Regions from separate parts of the Anser cygnoides genome. Here region 2 is linked to region 1. Evidence: chromatin contacts called from public Hi-C data. All regions are on one chromosome and are shown on one strand. The core of a region is the stretch at or near the end of the contact, and the rest is flanking DNA. Distances in the headings are between cores, read along the strand shown. Region 1 holds the start of DMXL1 (Dmx like 1). Region 2 holds the start of HSD17B4 (hydroxysteroid 17-beta dehydrogenase 4).

Evidence for each region. A called contact is a pair of places that touch in the nucleus more often than the background predicts.
Region 2: a Hi-C map of liver shows a contact between it and region 1, with 1.9 times the contacts expected there. The contact joins the promoter of HSD17B4 here to the promoter of DMXL1 in region 1. A contact is called at or near these places in 3 of 7 Hi-C or Micro-C datasets (granulosa cells and liver).

What each region holds. Positions count from the first base shown.
Region 1 is chrZ:19,558,253-19,561,693 of Taihu_goose_T2T_genome, forward strand. It overlaps DMXL1 (Dmx like 1), which reads left to right and starts at 1,263. Exons shown (of 46, transcript XM_048055072.2): 1 at 1,263-1,507. The coding sequence starts at 1,421. LOC106048361 (a long non-coding RNA gene) reads right to left here and starts at 1,224. Exons shown (of 3, transcript XR_001214141.3): 1 at 342-1,224; 2 at 1-260.
Region 2 is chrZ:19,731,130-19,734,428 of Taihu_goose_T2T_genome, forward strand. It overlaps HSD17B4 (hydroxysteroid 17-beta dehydrogenase 4), which reads left to right and starts at 1,554. Exons shown (of 24, transcript XM_048055076.2): 1 at 1,554-1,705. The coding sequence starts at 1,648.

The sequences.
Region 1 (3,441 bases), core at 13-2,512:
AATTAGTGTTCTGAATTTCCCCTTCTTCCTGATTCTTCATCAGACTGAGGTCTGGGATTGCTTTCTCCTGTCACCCTGGTACCTCACCATGCTGCAGATCATATGCATTTTACTCCTGAGGAGTAATTATGTAGTTCTGCAGGATTTCTGACCTTTTCTCTCCGGCATATTCTGGAACCATTCTCTGGGGAAGGAGTATTGGCTGGCTGCAACCAAGGCTGGACTGGTTCACAGACTGGGCCCAGAAGGGGATGGCTGCGCTGAAAAACACAAAAAAAGGCCCCTGACAGGGCTCAGCCACAATTCACTTCCTTGCTCAGGACCAGTGAGAATTTTGGTACCTTAAAAATCCATTAGGGTTGCTCTATTAGATTCTGCAGTTGAAAGAAGGATAAGATCATCTGTCTGTGATCATCACTCCTGGCAAGGATAAGATCAATTTGGTTGGACTCACTGGTAATTTGATATGCTTTTTGATCCCTTCCAAAACAAAAAAGTGATTAGGGTGACAGTTTATCGCTAGCATAAGAAACATGGACCTTTGACGGAATGTCTATGTACATACAGTGAAAAATGGGAATTTTCTTCATGTCAGAAGACTAAATAGGAGAAATCTTTCCTTTATTTGCATGAAATACTTTATAATTTTTAATACGTTATAGTGAGGTGCTTCTCAATATGATTTTTGAAGGATGCAAGGCCTGCATTTATTTAAATGTGTGAGACCTGTGCCCCAAGGTTGACCTTGCTTACAAAAGTACCAGGAAAGTAACCCAAGAAGCAAAATCACTGTTACAGATGCGTGGTATCGCCTTGCAGAGGTCAAGGGACGATACACCACGCTTTGTCTGCACGTTACCAGGTGGTTTTGATTTTGCACTATTTCCCGGAACAAGAGGCTCTAACGATTCTCGATAGCGCGAGAATGCAAGTCACTGCGGGCGCTGCAATTCACGGCGGAGAGGACCAGCACAAACAGCGCTGGTGTTGCTCTGGGACACAGAGACGGGCGGCTCCAAACCACTGACGGGGGCAGGGGACGGAAGCAGCAAGGCGTGAAGCACCCCCAGCGCCGCGCTGACAGACCCCGTCATCATCACAGCCCTCGCAGCGCGCATGTGCAGCGGCTGATGGCCGCCCGGTGTCGGGCAGGCGGCGGGAGGGATCTCGCGAGATCCCGCCCGCCTCTCGCGAGAGCCAAGCGCTCTGCGGCGGCGGGCGGGCGGCGGCGGCAGTAGGCAGCGGGCGGGGGGCGAGGCGGGTGGTAGGGGGCGCTGCGCCTCCGTCACCGCCCCGCCGGGGAGGCTCCGCCCCGCGCTCTGTGCCACCGCCTCCTCGTCCTCCTGCGCCGCCGCCGCCTACGGGAGGAGGGAGGGCAGAGCGGCGGCGTCCCGGCAGCGCCGGGCGCCTGCGTGTCGCCATGAACCTGCACCAGGTGCTGACGGGGGCCGTGAACCCGGGGAACAACTGCTTCTCGGTGGGAAGCCTGCACGGACAGCCCTTCACGGTGAGTCCGAGGAGGACGGGTGCACCTTCCCCGCTGACGGCAGCGGCGCACCTGCGGGGCATCGGGGCTGGGGGCGGCCGCCATCACCGAGCCGTGCCGGGGCACCGCACGTGCCGTGACCGGGAAGATGGTGGCCACCGTGGTGGTGGCTGTGGTGGCGGTGGCCGCCTGGCTGTTACATAAACGGCGCCCCGCAGGCGCGACCTTCGCGGTGGGGGCGCCTTGCAGCCGGCCGCGGGGGGGCCCGCATTGCCCCGGGGGAGCTGGGGCCGCGTGTCAGCGTTCGCCGCCCCCCCCTTTTCGCTCTTGTTTTGGGTTTTCTGCCTCGGGGGGGGGGGGGTTCGTCCCGCCCCGCCCACCCCCCCCTCCAAAATATCCCGTCTGCTCTTCTCTTCGGGCAGGCGAGGAACGAAATGAGACAAAACTCGGCTTCTCGCCGCGCGTCACTATTTTTAACCTTATTTTCCTCTGGTCGCCCCTGATTGCTGCGAAGCAGTGTCTTGTGGAGCCCCGTAGGGCAACGGTAAACGGAGGTGCAAGACCTGAGCGTGCCTTTCCTGCCTGGCCTCAGCCCGGCTGGGTGCTTACAGCTTGCACGGCTGTCACGGTGCTGTGCCACCATGGGGAGGGAGGCCGGGGCACCCTCATGAGCCCTGGGCCACGCATCCTCATGCTGCTCGCTTTGGGTTGGCTTTGAGGAGTCAGTCCGGCCTTGTCAGTGGTGTGCTTGCTTCCCAAAATCCCCCAGCTGTAAGTATGTTCATGTCGGGAGGCTTCTGCAACTAAAGCAGTTGTGACTTCCCATTCCCGCTGTGCTGGATTTTCTGATTTCATGTATCCAGAGGTGTTCGAGACCCAGAGGTGGTGGGAAATAACGTGGTGAGAGGCAGCAAAGTTTACTGTACAGTGAAGTGCTGCTAAGGTTTCAAAATATGGTGCCCAAATGGGAAGCTCAGGAGAACGTTCCTTTTTGGGGAGAAGGAGGTCAAGTTATCAGTGTCACTGAAGAACTCTCTGCTACTACAGCCTAACTTCCAGGAAGAGTCAGAATTTCCTAATGGATAAATGGAGTGAGAACTGGGGAGAAGGGAACCATTGGAGAGTGCAGCTTTCCTTGTTTTTATTGCTGTGTTGTTCCCAAGATCTGTTTTGACATAAATATAGTAACAGTGTTTCCTATAGACACATTCTACTTGGTTTTTGTCCTTTTGCTCAGAAGGTTATTAGTGGATTCCTTTTCCTCAGATTTAAGACTGTCAACAGAAATATCCTTGGCTTCATGTTCTTGTTTGTTTTTTTTCCCCGTTGTTACTCATTTTATAACGCCATGTTAAATTCACTAGAATGCTTAGAAACAGTAACAAGTGAAAGGTTCTAAAACTAATTCCTTTTTCTGGAAATGGTGGACTGAACCTTTAGAAAATCTAATAGGAAAATGGACAGTTCTTTTCCTGCATCTGAAATCAAGATGTAAGCATTAACAAGTATAAAAACTAATGAATGATATATCAGTACTAAATAATAATATAAACACTTCATCAAACATCTGTCAGTTTTTGGTCAGAGACACTGGAAACACAGGAGTTGATATGTCAGGATTCTGTACTGTACAGCTGGGGAGAGTCGTCATTGTCTGACGATAACTTGTTCTGCAGTACCTCATTTTTTTATATATCGTGTTGTCCAGAATATTGCTTGCACTGTTGTACTGAATATAAGGTAAAAAAGCTTTAAAACATTTATTTTTAAGCAGAAAATAATAGATTATTCTTGACTTTAACCTTGGATATTAAATTAGTAGGGAGTGTCTATACACAGTGAATTGTATGAACCTTTCTGAAAACACCTGGTTCGGTTTTAAACTGGTATTTGAGGTACTTGTCCTCACGGTGTGCAGGTGGCAGAAGTTCTGTCTTTCATTTTTCTGGATTTCT
Region 2 (3,299 bases), core at 304-2,803, 170 kb after region 1:
AAAAGCTTGTGTGTTGACATAGAAACAGGGAGATCACTTACCAGTTACAGTCATTGGCAAAATTCACCCTCTTTCTTCTGAGATTCAACCTCTCTCTTTCACTCCTGACTCTTCTACCTCTACCCCTGTGCTGGAGCAGGAGTTGGGGAACAGGGAGTTCAGTCAGTACATAGCAGTTCCTCTGTGCTGCTCCTTTCTTCTCACACTTTGTCCCTGCTCCAGCATGAGGTCCCTCCCATGTGATACAGTCCATCAGGAATAGACCACTCCAGCGTGAGTCCCTCGTGGCCCACAGTTCCTGCTCCTGTGTGGGCTTCTCTCCAAGGACTGCAGCTTCCTTCATGCCACATCCACAGGCTGCAGTGTGGTTATCTGCTCCAATGGGGTCCTCCACAGCCTGTAGGAGGACAACCTGCATCATCGTGTTCGTCTCCAAAGGTTGCGGGGACTGCTGTGTAGCGCCACCTCCTTCTTCACTGACTGTGGTTTCTGTTGCATGTTTTTCTCTCATCTCTCCTGCAGCAGTTACACAGTGTTTTTACGCATTCTGAAATACACTTTCCCAGAGAGGCCCATGCACTGGGCTGATGTTAACCCCAGGCCCCAGTACAGCTAACTAGTGATAGGACTAGAGGGAATGGCCTCAAGTCGCACCAGGGGAGGTTCAGGTTGGAAATGAGGAGACATTTCTTCTCAGAAAGAGCAGTCAGGCATTGGAACGGGTTGCCCGGGGAGGTGGTGGAGTCACCGTCACTGGGCGCGTTTAAGGAAAGGTTGGATGTGGTGCTTAGGGACATGGTTTAGTGGGTGACATTGGTAGCAGGGTGATGGTTGGACCAACTGATCTTGGAGGTCTTTTCCAACCTTTATAATCCTATGTTTGGGGCCACCCTGCTGGAAAGCAGCTTGACAGAACAGGCTCTAGGGGTCCTGGTGGACGTTAATCATGAGCAAGCAGTGTGTGCCCTTGGCACTAACAAAGCTAATGGTATCCTGGGCTTCATTAGGCTAAGCATTACCACCAGGTGGAAGGAGGTGATCCTTCCCCTCTATGCAGCACTGGTGTGGCCACCACTGGAGTGATGGGTCCAGTTCTGGGCACCTTAGTATAAGAAACGTGGACATATGGGAGAGAGTCCAATGAAGGGCTATAAAGATGATGGAGGGACTGGAGTGCATCACCTGTGAGGGAAGATTGGGAGAGGGAGGACTGCTCAGCTTGGAGAAGAGAAGGCCAAGGGAGATCTTACCAATGTCCATAAATACCTGAAGGGAGAGTGCAAAGAGGACCGAGCCAGGCTCTTTCCAGTGCTGCCCAGTGCCAGAACAAGAGGTGCACACACACACACACACACACAGACAGATAGACAGACTAAATGTGGGAGAACAAAAACGTAGTATATTTCATTTTATTTTTTATCTGAAGAACTCCTGCAGCCAGGGAAGCATGCAATGCACTGGTGCAGACACCAACCGTGTCGGGGGCGGGGTCCCGATCAGGATCGCCCCGTGCCATTGGTCTCCCCACCCCGCCGCCGTTGCCTACATTTCCCAGAAGGCGGCGGAGGCCCTGTTCCACCGCCCCTTTCGACACTGCCCCGAGCCCTGCCCGCTGGGGCCGTCGCGGCGGCGGGTGAGCGAAGCGCCATGGCGGCGGGGCTGCGGTTTGACGGCCGGGTGGTGCTGGTCACCGGCGCCGGAGGAGGTGAGCGGCGGCGGCGGCGGGGGGCTCCCGGGGCCCTGCCGAGGGCCCGGCCGCGGGTGTGCGCGAGCGGCTCCGGGCGTTACCAGCACGTTGAACCGAGGCGAGGAGGGAGCGGGGCGGCGGGCAGGTGCCGGGGCTGCCCGGGGGGGGCTGCGGGCCCGTCCCGTCCCCTCCTGTCCCGCGATGTTGGTGGCCGGGGGGCGCTGCCGGGCCGGGAGGGGCTCGGGGGCGTGCAGCTGCCCTCAGAGCCGCGCCTCGACCCTGGCAGCTTCGTGGGGCTTCCAGAGAAGGCCAGCTGTGAGTTCAAAGTTTGGGGTGGTTCTCAGCTGCTAAAGGAGTTGTTTTTTTTTTTTTTTTTTCTTTTTTACATAATCCTCTGAGGACATTCTGTTTTTCCACAGTGAACTCTCCCTCTCCCTTCTTTATTCCTTTGTGGAGCTGCACACACATACCAAGAGCTTGTTTCTGGGGCCCAAACTGTGATGTAGAACCATTAAGGTTGGAAAAGACCTCCAAGATCATCTGGTCTAGCCGCCCCCTACCACCAGTATCATCCACTAAACCATGTCCCTAAGCACCACATGTCTTGTGGATAAGGACTAGGAATAAGAAATTTTGTGGAAAGCATTGAGTGGTCGATTCATGTCACTTGGATGTCACTCAGTCGATTCTTGTCACTTTCTCCTCAAGAGAAATTGAGGCCAGGTTTTTGTGTGATGCTTTTCTGCTTTTACCAGACCTATGCCGATGTACTTCTTGGTAGACAGCAGATGTTACTGAAGTAGAGGTTAATTTCTTAGGTATTAGCAAAACAAATAAACAAAACCCTTTGTCAGTAACAAAACTTCCAGAAAGTAGCATGTGGAGCAAAAATCGCTTGTCATAAGCATGGCCATAGTGACCCTTATATCCTTGTGTTTCTAGTTTTAGGCTGCTTGAAAACAGTTTGTTAACAGAGAAAACTGCCCTTGGATGTCTTATTTCACAGCAATTTTTTGATGAATAGATGATTAAATGTAAGCCAAGATAAAAGGAAGCCCTGTTAACTTCAGTTTAGTTCTTAGTTTGCTTCCATCTAGTCTACAATGTTGTAGTTAGTATATACTGCTAATTGCATTGCTTGTTGACTTTTTTTGTTTTGAATGTCAGTGAACAGATGAGAACTGGGAATTTATTTGTATTGCTGATCTGTTTGTTTCAAAGTGGGACCTGTTTTCACATACACGGGCATCTAAAAATACAATAGCTTTCACTTTGGGCAAATTGCCTACGAAGAATACATTTTTCTTGCTTGTAATGCAGCAGTGTCATTGTTTCTGCAATTCAAACTACATATTTATTTATATATATTTTATTTTGAGATGAGCTTTGCCAGTTGATAGCACCGGCACATACTACATTATCTGGATTTTGTACACTTCTCAGTCATTCGGCTTTTCAAAAAAAAATATATTTTGAGGTGTTGTTTATATCAGGCAGTAGATATATATGCACCTCAAGAGTTATGTTGCCTTGCAGAGTCTCATAGGAGCCTTAAGGAAAATTCAGTATTGGTGTTGTGGGATTAGTGTGTTTCTAAACAGTTCTGACTTTT